Linked DNA regions of Mus musculus: region 1 is linked to region 2. A link is a contact called in public HiChIP or PLAC-seq data. All regions are on one chromosome and are shown on one strand. The core of a region is the stretch at or near the end of the contact, and the rest is flanking DNA. Distances in the headings are between cores, read along the strand shown. Region 1 overlaps Shb (src homology 2 domain-containing transforming protein B). Region 2 holds the start of Igfbpl1 (insulin-like growth factor binding protein-like 1).

Evidence for each region. HiChIP or PLAC-seq counts read pairs in DNA pulled down with a chosen protein or histone mark.
Region 1: an H3K4me3 HiChIP or PLAC-seq map of embryonic forebrain shows a contact between it and region 2, with 3 times the contacts expected there. The contact joins the enhancer-like site here to the promoter of Igfbpl1 in region 2. A contact is called at or near these places in 2 of 39 promoter capture datasets (the C10 cell line and hippocampal neurons), 1 of 484 Hi-C or Micro-C datasets (cerebral cortex), 10 of 115 datasets of contacts at active chromatin or transcription factors (astrocytes, cardiomyocytes, embryonic basal ganglia and 5 more) and 3 of 9 other capture datasets (embryonic stem cells, liver and pancreatic islet).

Annotation. Positions count from the first base shown.
Region 1 is chr4:45,469,854-45,474,575 of GRCm38.p6, forward strand. The region is part of intron 2 of Shb (src homology 2 domain-containing transforming protein B); the gene reads right to left. Among named protein-coding and RNA genes, the nearest start is that of Shb, 59 kb to the right of the region's middle. Within about 2 kb of position 3,393, at least 187 of the 459 cell types and tissues checked have an H3K27ac peak or open chromatin away from gene starts, as enhancers often do. A contact at or near this core is called in cerebral cortex, embryonic basal ganglia, embryonic forebrain and 3 more, where this site is marked.
Region 2 is chr4:45,825,364-45,829,748 of GRCm38.p6, forward strand. It overlaps Igfbpl1 (insulin-like growth factor binding protein-like 1), which reads right to left and starts at 1,464. Exons shown (of 5, transcript NM_018741.2): 1 at 995-1,464. The coding sequence starts at 1,430. It also overlaps a transcript of Stra6l not described here.

The DNA.
Region 1 (4,722 bases), core at 2,143-4,642, 350 kb before region 2:
AATAAGGTAGAAGATAACTGGGATCCTCCTCTGCCCTTTTCCTGTTTCAAAGGCATGCATACACCATGCACAAAAAGAACATATGATCACTAGCTATCCTTGTCCCAGAAAAGACAGTTGTTATTTTTCACTATATGTTTGAACACTGATTTTATTTATTTATTTTTACACTAGGCACACATCATTCTTTGGCACACCCTTCTCAAGGACTGGGTCTCACTCTGCAGTCCAACTGACCTAGAATGTGCAATATTCCCGCCTCGGCTTCTTGATGCAGGAATAAACACCTGTTCCTATCTATACTGAGACAGCTACCATTAGTTTTACCTCAGCCCCAGGAAAATGGGGAAACTGAGGCCAAGACAAGTGAAGATGCCTGGGATTATATGTGGGAGCAGGAACTTCCCAAATCTGCTTTCATCAGAGTACTGTGGAATCCCTCGGTGTCAGCCATGTTCTGCTGGGACAGGCTTTGGCCAACAGCTTCTGTCCTGGTATTATTTCTAAGCAGTTCCTATTTCATATGTCTACACATTTAAAGCCTGATACACAAACCCCGAAGTAAACTGTTTTGTCTTTACTTACATTTTAGTTTTTTTTATGTGTATGGATGTACTGCCTAAATGTGTATCTGTGCACCATGTGAGTGTAGTACCTGCAGATGGCAGAAAATGGCATTAGATCCCCTGCAACGGGAGCTACAGGCAGTTGTGAGTTGCTATGTGGGTGCTGGGAATCAGACCTGGGTCCTCTGGAAGAGCATCAAGCGCTCTTAACCCTGATGTGTTTTTGGCGACAGTCTCTGCCTGAACCTGCAGCTCACTGATCTGGGCTGGCTGCCTGGCCAACACACTCCAGGACCCCACCTATCTATCTCCTCTTCCTCGCTTCAGCACTGTTCTAGACAAATACCTCCATATCTGGTTACCACGTGAGTGTAGGGAACTGCAACTCAGCTCCTTATGAGCGGTAGGCATTTTAAAGACCAAGCCATCTCCCTGCCCCTGTACTATACGTTGTAGTCCAGGCTGGCCGACATGATGCTTCTCTTTACCTGTCACCTTGACATAACAGAGAAAAGCCTGGAAGAAAGAGAGTTTCAGTGAGGGATCGTCCACACTGGGTTTGTGCATAGGGAACTGTTTTAAGTAAGTTAATTGACGTGGGAAATCCCAGCCCACTGTTGGTGGCACCATTCCTTAGGCAGGGTTTCCTGCAATGTGAGTGTGGAGAAATTACTGAGCAAATGCAGGAGGGCAAGCCAACAAGCACGCATGTGTTCACTTTTCTCTGTTCTTTATTGTAAATATAATACAATTAGCTGTTTTAAGTGCCTGTTGCCTGGTTTGCTCAGGACTGACTATAACCTATAAGTTAGGCTAAAATAAACATTTTCTACCCAAAGTTGTTTTTTGACCAGGGCATTTTATTACAGCAACACAGGGTATTTTACTTTATACAACACTCTATGCCTCAGCATCCCCAGTGCAGGGATGACAGCATATGCCAGAATCAAATGTTATGGAAACCGTAGATAGAATTAGGGCCCTGAAGCCTCGTCAATGCACACATGCACACACAGGCTCACACTCTCTAGGCCCTCCAGCAGCCACTGTATGCATTTCTAATCAGGTATGTACATCAGTGTGAGTGTTACAGACCACCCCCGGAGACAGGGTGAGGGACGGTGAAGGGACTGAGGTAGAAGCCCGAGGAGTATGCGCGACACAGTGCTCAAGATTTTCTGAAGCCACTGCCTCGTCCGTCGGGTAACCTAGTGAATAAGAAGGGTGGGGTGGGGAGAGATGCCTATTTGAGAGTGTGTGTGTATGTGTGTGTGTGTGATCACGCACGCTAAATCAAAAGAAAAGGAAAGTCAGGAAGAAAAACAAGCTATGCTAAAAATAAGGCAACACCAACACCATTGCCAGACAGAAAACATACGCTCAGCTTGAGGAGGGGGCGGATTGGGATAGAACACAGAATAGGAAGTTCCCACCTAAAAATAACTGGGTGGCTGGATGTGGACTCAACTTTGAGAAACAAGGCATTTGAGCTGTGAGCCTGAGGTGGAAGTCATGCTAGCAAAAGGGAGCACAGTACTCAGCTTCCTGATGACAGAGGACTGGGGTCAACTCTCAGTTCAGACCCCTAAACTTACAGGAACCTCACAGCATGAAGGCCTGTCTGAGGCTGAGAACTAGTGGGTGGAGGATGGGCTGAAGGACGAAGCTGGAGGGCAGGAGCCTGGCCAGCTCTACAGCAGACTGCACACAGCCCCGTCCCCTCTGGCAACTTCCTTATCTTCAGAGTGACCAAACTTAGGCCTGCTAGCCTTGTGGCTCACTCGGACACTGAATGATCCTCTTATAAACTGTTCTCTTTATGTCTGTGTTTACATGTGACTGCAGCAACACGACAACACAAGCAAGCAGAAGGCACACTGGGCACGTGGAGTGACCTCTTGGCCAGTTCACTTCTAGCTGGTGACCTTGGCAAGCCCTCTAACCTTTCTGGGCTTCCTGTAGCTTACAAGTGGATGACATCAGCAGGCCTCAGTGAGTAAGAAATAAGGTGCAAGAGGCACGGAGGCATTAGTCTCTTCTGCCCCTGCGTCCTGATTGGGTATGCACTGCTGTGGGGATCTAACCCAAGGAAGGCCTGTGTTTGCTAAGCAAGCACTCTGCTCCACCTCACCCAGCCTCCAACCTTGCATGACAGAGCAGATTCAAGTACAAATCAAACAACTACGTTTTTTCAGTGATGGACTATGGAGGCATACATATCCGTGGGTACGCTCTGGATCTGGATTCAACCCCTGGCTCTGCAATCTACCAGCTCCTGACTCGAGGGGCCTGCCCCAGCGGAGTCCTGTAGGCTCAGTTGTGGAGTGGGGAGAAAATTAATATCGACTTCATGGGGCTGTTATAAAATAAAACCAGACAAAGGATATAAAAGAGGCTTGTAAACCGTAAAGCCCCGTGCAGATGTTCCACATTAGGGAGGGATGGACACACACGGGCAGAGTCCCACAGCCTTGTTCCTAACTGACAGCTGGTACACATGACTCACACAGTCCTTTGGCTTGGTCCACATGAGAATGCATGCTATTTTATATTGGACAGAGCTTTTTTGATAAAGTCAACTTCAACCCCACAACTCGCTTTATTCCATATCTGCCTCCCCCCAAAAGGCAATTCTGTTTTGGGAAGACACAATCTGGTTCCCCAGGTTCAAAAGTTTGACAGTTCTGCCCCAAAGCAGCCCCAAAGCGAGCCCAGGAGAAAGGAGCACCTCGGCATTGCCTCTCAAACCCGCTGTCTAGAGCCAAGCCTCCCTCCCTCAGTGCTTCGTTAAGTACATCATCTGCTGGCGCTTGGCATGGTTCCCTGAGCTGGGAACTACAACCACTGATGTGCTATGACAGCTGAGTGCTGCTGCCAGACCAGCTTCCTCACCCGGCCCTGGGGGAGGATGGGGCTGGCCGGAGCCCGAGGGAAGGGCGGCAGCTGTCACGGTACAGCTGCCACCTCAGGCTCACTTCAGATTTCACTCACGTCCCCCTGACAAGGAGGCACCATGACCACAGGCCACATGACCAAAGACTCTGGCTTATCTTCCTCCTGATGCAGAGACAAAGAGGTGAGGGAAACCGCCCCCACCCCTACCCCCACCTCTGTCACCAACAACTTTTAAATTCCTGGGTGCAGAGTGCCTTTTCTCATGGATGTCTACTGCCACCAGACCGAACAGCTCAACCATCTGCCCCCTGCCCCTGACTAAGCAGCACCTCTGCTTTTCCAGAGCTCACCTCCAGCCCTGTCAGAGCTGGCTAGGCACCTGCTAGACATCCTGTGCCAAGCTTTGAGGACTGACAGAGCCTCCGAGATCTTTCTGGGGAGTCTCCTACTACCCTTCCTCCACTGGGGTAGGCTCTTGCCTAGTCTGCTTTTATCACAGACAATGTCAAATACATTAATAAAAGAAAGCATCACATGAGCAGCCGGGACGCCAAGAAAAAGGGGGGAAGGCATTTAGAAACTTCACAAACCCCTGCGAGGGGCTCACATTACAGGCTGACTGAACTGGCCAGTGCTGTGCCAATCCTACACACCCCACAGGGGTCACTGCCACCAGGGGTCCTTGAGTGTGCTCCACTCTACCTTCCAGAAGAACAGAGTGGGACAGATCATTCCAAGACCCAAATCTTCATCTCAGACAGATGCCTTTCAACATTCAGTTGGTTCCCATCCAACAGTTCCACCTAATAGGTCAAACCACTCTGGTTCCAGGGGGCTTTAATTTGCAACCAATTCCTCTTCCAGGTTCAGCAGGAAGTGCCTGCTGTTTAAAACACCCTACCCTCCTGCTGCTTGGAGACCCTAGACAAGTCAGACAACCTCAAATGGTAGCTTTGAAAAGTGTCCAAGCTGCCATGTTGTGTGCCCTACGCTAGTTAGGGGACACAGGTGGGAGCAAGGCGGGCAGCCACCTGCTGCAGCTGAGGTCTACCTGTCCACGGGGCTTGAGTGAACTTTTGAGCTCCCAGGGGACTGAGCTTCCCTTGACACCCCAAGTGAAACCTTCTGCATTTTGTAGGCTCAGCTGGGCTCCTGCTGAAGCCTGTTCATGGGGGAAACTCAGTTCCTGTGGATACTGGTCTTGAAGCTTGCCCGATTCATACATAGAGGGTCCCACTTTCCAAGCCTCAAAGCACGCAGA
Region 2 (4,385 bases), core at 214-2,713:
ATCCTGGACGTGAGCACGCGTCCATGAGATGTTTGGAGGGAGAGGAGGCAAGCTGGAAGAGGAGCCCCCAGGTATCTTTCTTGAAGTGTTACCTTGGGCATCTGGCTTAGACATCCTCTCCCAGCTCAGGCCAGAAATCTCCAGAAGCCCGAAACATGGAACACTTACCACGCCGAGTTCCCCACTACCCTATCCAGATGAAACAAACACTGTTCTCTCAGAGCTCCTGACCAAGTCAAACCCCACACACAGGCAAAGTAGGCTAGCTTCTCTGGACATCCATAGACACTGCTGTTTTGGGTTTTCTTTCTTTCTTTCTTTCTTTCTTTCTTTCTTTCTTTCTTTCTTTCTTTCTTTCTTTCTTTCTTTCTTTCTTTTTTGACACAGGACAGTGATCAGTTAGGGCACTAGGGGCACTTACAATGTGGTGTTAAAAACCAGTTAACCTTTGACATCCCTAGCAGTTGGTAGTTTTCTATTGATTTCCTTAAAGCAGGACCCTTCAGATTACGTGCCCTTTAGACTGGATCAGCATCTCTGGTCCCACAATCTTTTCAGAGCTCACGTTTCCAAAGGTCTTGCCCTTTGTGGCTGGAAGCTCCTCGAAGCCCTTGGTCTGAGACTCACTGGATAGCCAGGATTCTGATGCTCTGTCTTGGTGCTTCTTGAATCCTGTGTGGGACCCCTGCACTCTGGGAATCCTCACCTTCCTTCCTCCATTCAACCTATCCACCTGGACCCATTTTCAAGTAACTATAATAACAGGTTCTTAAGCATTCACATTCCTGTTTGTTCTAGGGCTGAAGTCTGCACGCAGTGGGTAAGGTAGCAAGCAGGCTGTAGAAAGACGCGAAACACTGCTCCTGAAGGGGAAACTGAGGCCCAGGCTGTGTTGTCCACTTTTGTACAATGAAATTCTCTGTCCCACACCCAAGAGCATTGGGGTCCCGCTCTTCCCATTTGCCTGGGTCTTTCTAGGTCAAACCCCACTCACCGAACTCGCAGGGCCCATCGCGAGCCTTGTGCAGGTGGCCATGGTGCGCGCGGGGTGCATGTCGGGCGCGCAGACGTAGCGCGCAGATGCTGGAGTAGGAGCGGCCGTCAGAGCCGCAGACGGCGCCGCGTTGCGCGCACACGCAAAGCCCGGTGCCCTCGGGCGCCGTCCCCGAGGCGCGACTCGCACACACCAGGCCAGGGCCACAGCGTGAGCCCACGGGTCCCCCGCAACTCGCGCCCTCGGCGCCCAGGCAGCGCGCGCAGCAGCCGCACTCGTCGCGCGCGGAGATCCAGGGCGCTGGGCAAGGCGAGGGCGCAGGGCAGCGATCCTGCTGGCACGGGCTGCACTCGGGGTGTCGTCTACCCGCGTCGCGGAGCCCGAGACCCCGGGCCAGTGATGGCAGGAGCAGGAGCAGCAGCGGCAGACGCGGCATGGCCGGCTCCCAGACGGACGGCAGCAGCGCCTCTGCTCCTCTTAGCGCTCGGTGCGTGCAAAGCCACCGCGCCCGCCCCGCGCCCGCTGATTGGCCCGGCCCGCACCGCGGGGCGCCCCTCGGCCCGGGACCAGCGCTGCGCGGCCCTACTGGCTCACTGAACTGCAGAGAAGTCTCCAGAACAGCTCTGCCACCTCCGATTGAGCGCTGGGGGAGACTCAGCGTGGTCCAAACGGCAACTTGTCTCGGCCTTAAAATGTAATGACTCTCAGTCTTCCCACCAGGACGCCTTATTTTACTTTGCTCTCTTTCTTGTTTTGTTTAGGAAAGGGAATCTCTAGTTTAAGATGCCAGATTTTATAAATGGATAGATGGATTTCTTTCCCAGATCGAATACTCAGTTCCCCAGTCCCATTTCCAGTGGCTGCTCTGGCTATTGGGTTCTTGGGTGTGTTTTCAGGCATCTTCTCTGCCTGTACAAGCATGTGTGAGCACATAGCCCAGTCCCCTCATATAAAACATCCACTGCCCGAGTGCACGTATGATTTTGCACTTGGTCTTTTCTACTTACAGAATTTCCAGTTTCCCACCTTTTATCATCTCTGGAACCCGACTCTCTTTCAAGCAATGGGTGCACAGGTGAAAAGGCTATGTGCTCTCACGGGTCTTTCTTTCTCTCTTTCAAAATTTTTTTTCATTTAATTTAAGTGCACTGGTAAGAAGGTGTCAGATTCCCTTGTGAACTGCTTTATGGGTGCTAAGAATTGAACCCAGGTCCCCTGGAAGAGGAATCCGGTGCTCTTAAGCACTGCACCAAGACTCCAGCGCCTCATGGATATTTCTTAATGCTGCATAAATCCATGCATCTTATAGTTGACAGGGCCTTGAGGTGGCTAGATACAGTGATGTATTTTGGACTTTGTGTGGACCAGTCTTGATTGTTACACTCTGCATATTATTTAGATACACAAATGGAAATTAACCACTTGTGTTCTGACCTTTGGCTACTAAGAATGTTGGGACAGGGTCCCAGAGCACAAATCTCAGGACACCCATATTGAGGTTTGGTCTTTTGCTATGTATTGTAATGCTAAATACTACTACTACTACACACACACACCCCAGGGCCTGGTTGCATGTATACAAGTGATGCTATGTAACCTTACCCACCAAGTTATCCCTGATTGGCGAATAAAGATGCCTATTGTCTATAACTGGGCAGAAGAAAGATGGGCAGTGAGTGATTGGTTTCCCCAGGCTTGGGGTCTGAGGAGAAACCACAAGGAGGAGAGGGGAGAAGGTGCAGAAAAGAGAGATGGCATGTGGTAGGCAAGTGAGTCATGAAAACATGGCCATGAGGCTGGGCAATTGGAGTTAAGAGCAGCTCAGATGAACATAGCAAGTTATAACTCGGGGTTATTGATACGGAAGTAGACATAATAACATGGTGGGTAGATATCTACCCAGCTCTAGTGCTGACTAAGGTTTATTAAAATATAAAAGTTGCATGTCTTTTATCTGGAAACCGAATGACCTAAGGTGGGATAGAAACCCCGATTTGAGATTAAATATCTACCACAACACACCTATGACATAGCTGGTAAAGTGTGTTTAAAGACAGGGTCTGGCTGTGGGGTATCCATACAGGCTACTAGGCAGTCTGCATACTTCATCCCTGACAACGGGGACTGTTGCTGGACACTGATGTGTGGCTAGGGGCATAGATGAAGAGAGAAGAACTTACCAAACCAGGCTTCCAAAGAGCCATCCCTACTGCTCCGTGTCCGCTCTTTTGTATATTTTTGGCTTATGTCTGGAGATGGAGAAAGCCTTTCCGTGCCTGGGAAGAGCTGCTGCAGACCTCTCAAGTGACATGCAGTTTCCTTTCTTAATTCAATTCCTGCCAAGTCTGCGGTCCTCTGAGGTGGGGAGGTCCTTGTCCCCGAAAGAAGCCCTTGTGGAGGTCACTTTATGTGGCGAGCAGAGCAGAGCCATTGAATATAGCCATGTGGCCATCCATTCAAGCTCTTACCTTACAATGGGCCACGTGGAGTAGAGCTGTCAGGGGCCTTGGGAGAACGGAGGTAAGGAGTGAGGAATGGAGAGGGGAATGCTGGGAAAGCTCTCCGCGTGTGCTCAGTACTGAGATTCCAGTAGTCTCAGACACCTCTGGCTTTATCTAGAACGGCCTCCCCACCTGCTCATACCTCTTGACCTTCTGATCTCATCTGTGACTCTTTCCAAAGAAAATAATCGCTCTGGGGATGGAGAGATGGCTCAGTGGCTAAGAGGACTGACTGCCCTTTCAGAGGACCCAGGAAATCTCCTCACATAGACATGTAGGTAGGCAAAACATCAATACACATAAAATAAAAATAAATAAGACATGGTTAGAAAAGAAGGGAGGGAGGGAAGAAGGGAGGGAGGGAGCGAGGGAGGAAGGAAGGAAGAGAGAAAAAGAAAAGAAATCGCTCCATTTGAAGATTTCATCTCTGAGTTGGCCACTGTATCAAAAACTTGGAAACATTCTAAGGCAGCAACGATTGAGTAAATTATGGTCCATCTGTCAATAGAGGTCTAGGTAGACATTAAAATGGGCAATGTGTAGGCTCGTGGAAATGCAAATATGTTTATAATGTATCGTTTATTGTGATGGTCCTTATGAAATATGTATGTCCATGTATGGCATATGCACATGTGAATATAGATGCAGCTGTGTGTGTGTGCATGCGTGTATGAGAGAGAGAGAAAGAGAGAGAGAGAGAGATCATTTAATGATGTGAAGGAAACAATGTTCATGTAACAAAGCAGGATTTGGGAACAGAAGTGATAGACTGTGCACTGCCTTTCAGGAACAATCTGTAACTCCATGCTTGGCTCTATCACTGTCCAAGCAGAGGACAGTCTGCTCCAAAGTGAGTGAGCTCCCTGTCAGTGGAAGAGTTCAAGGGCAAA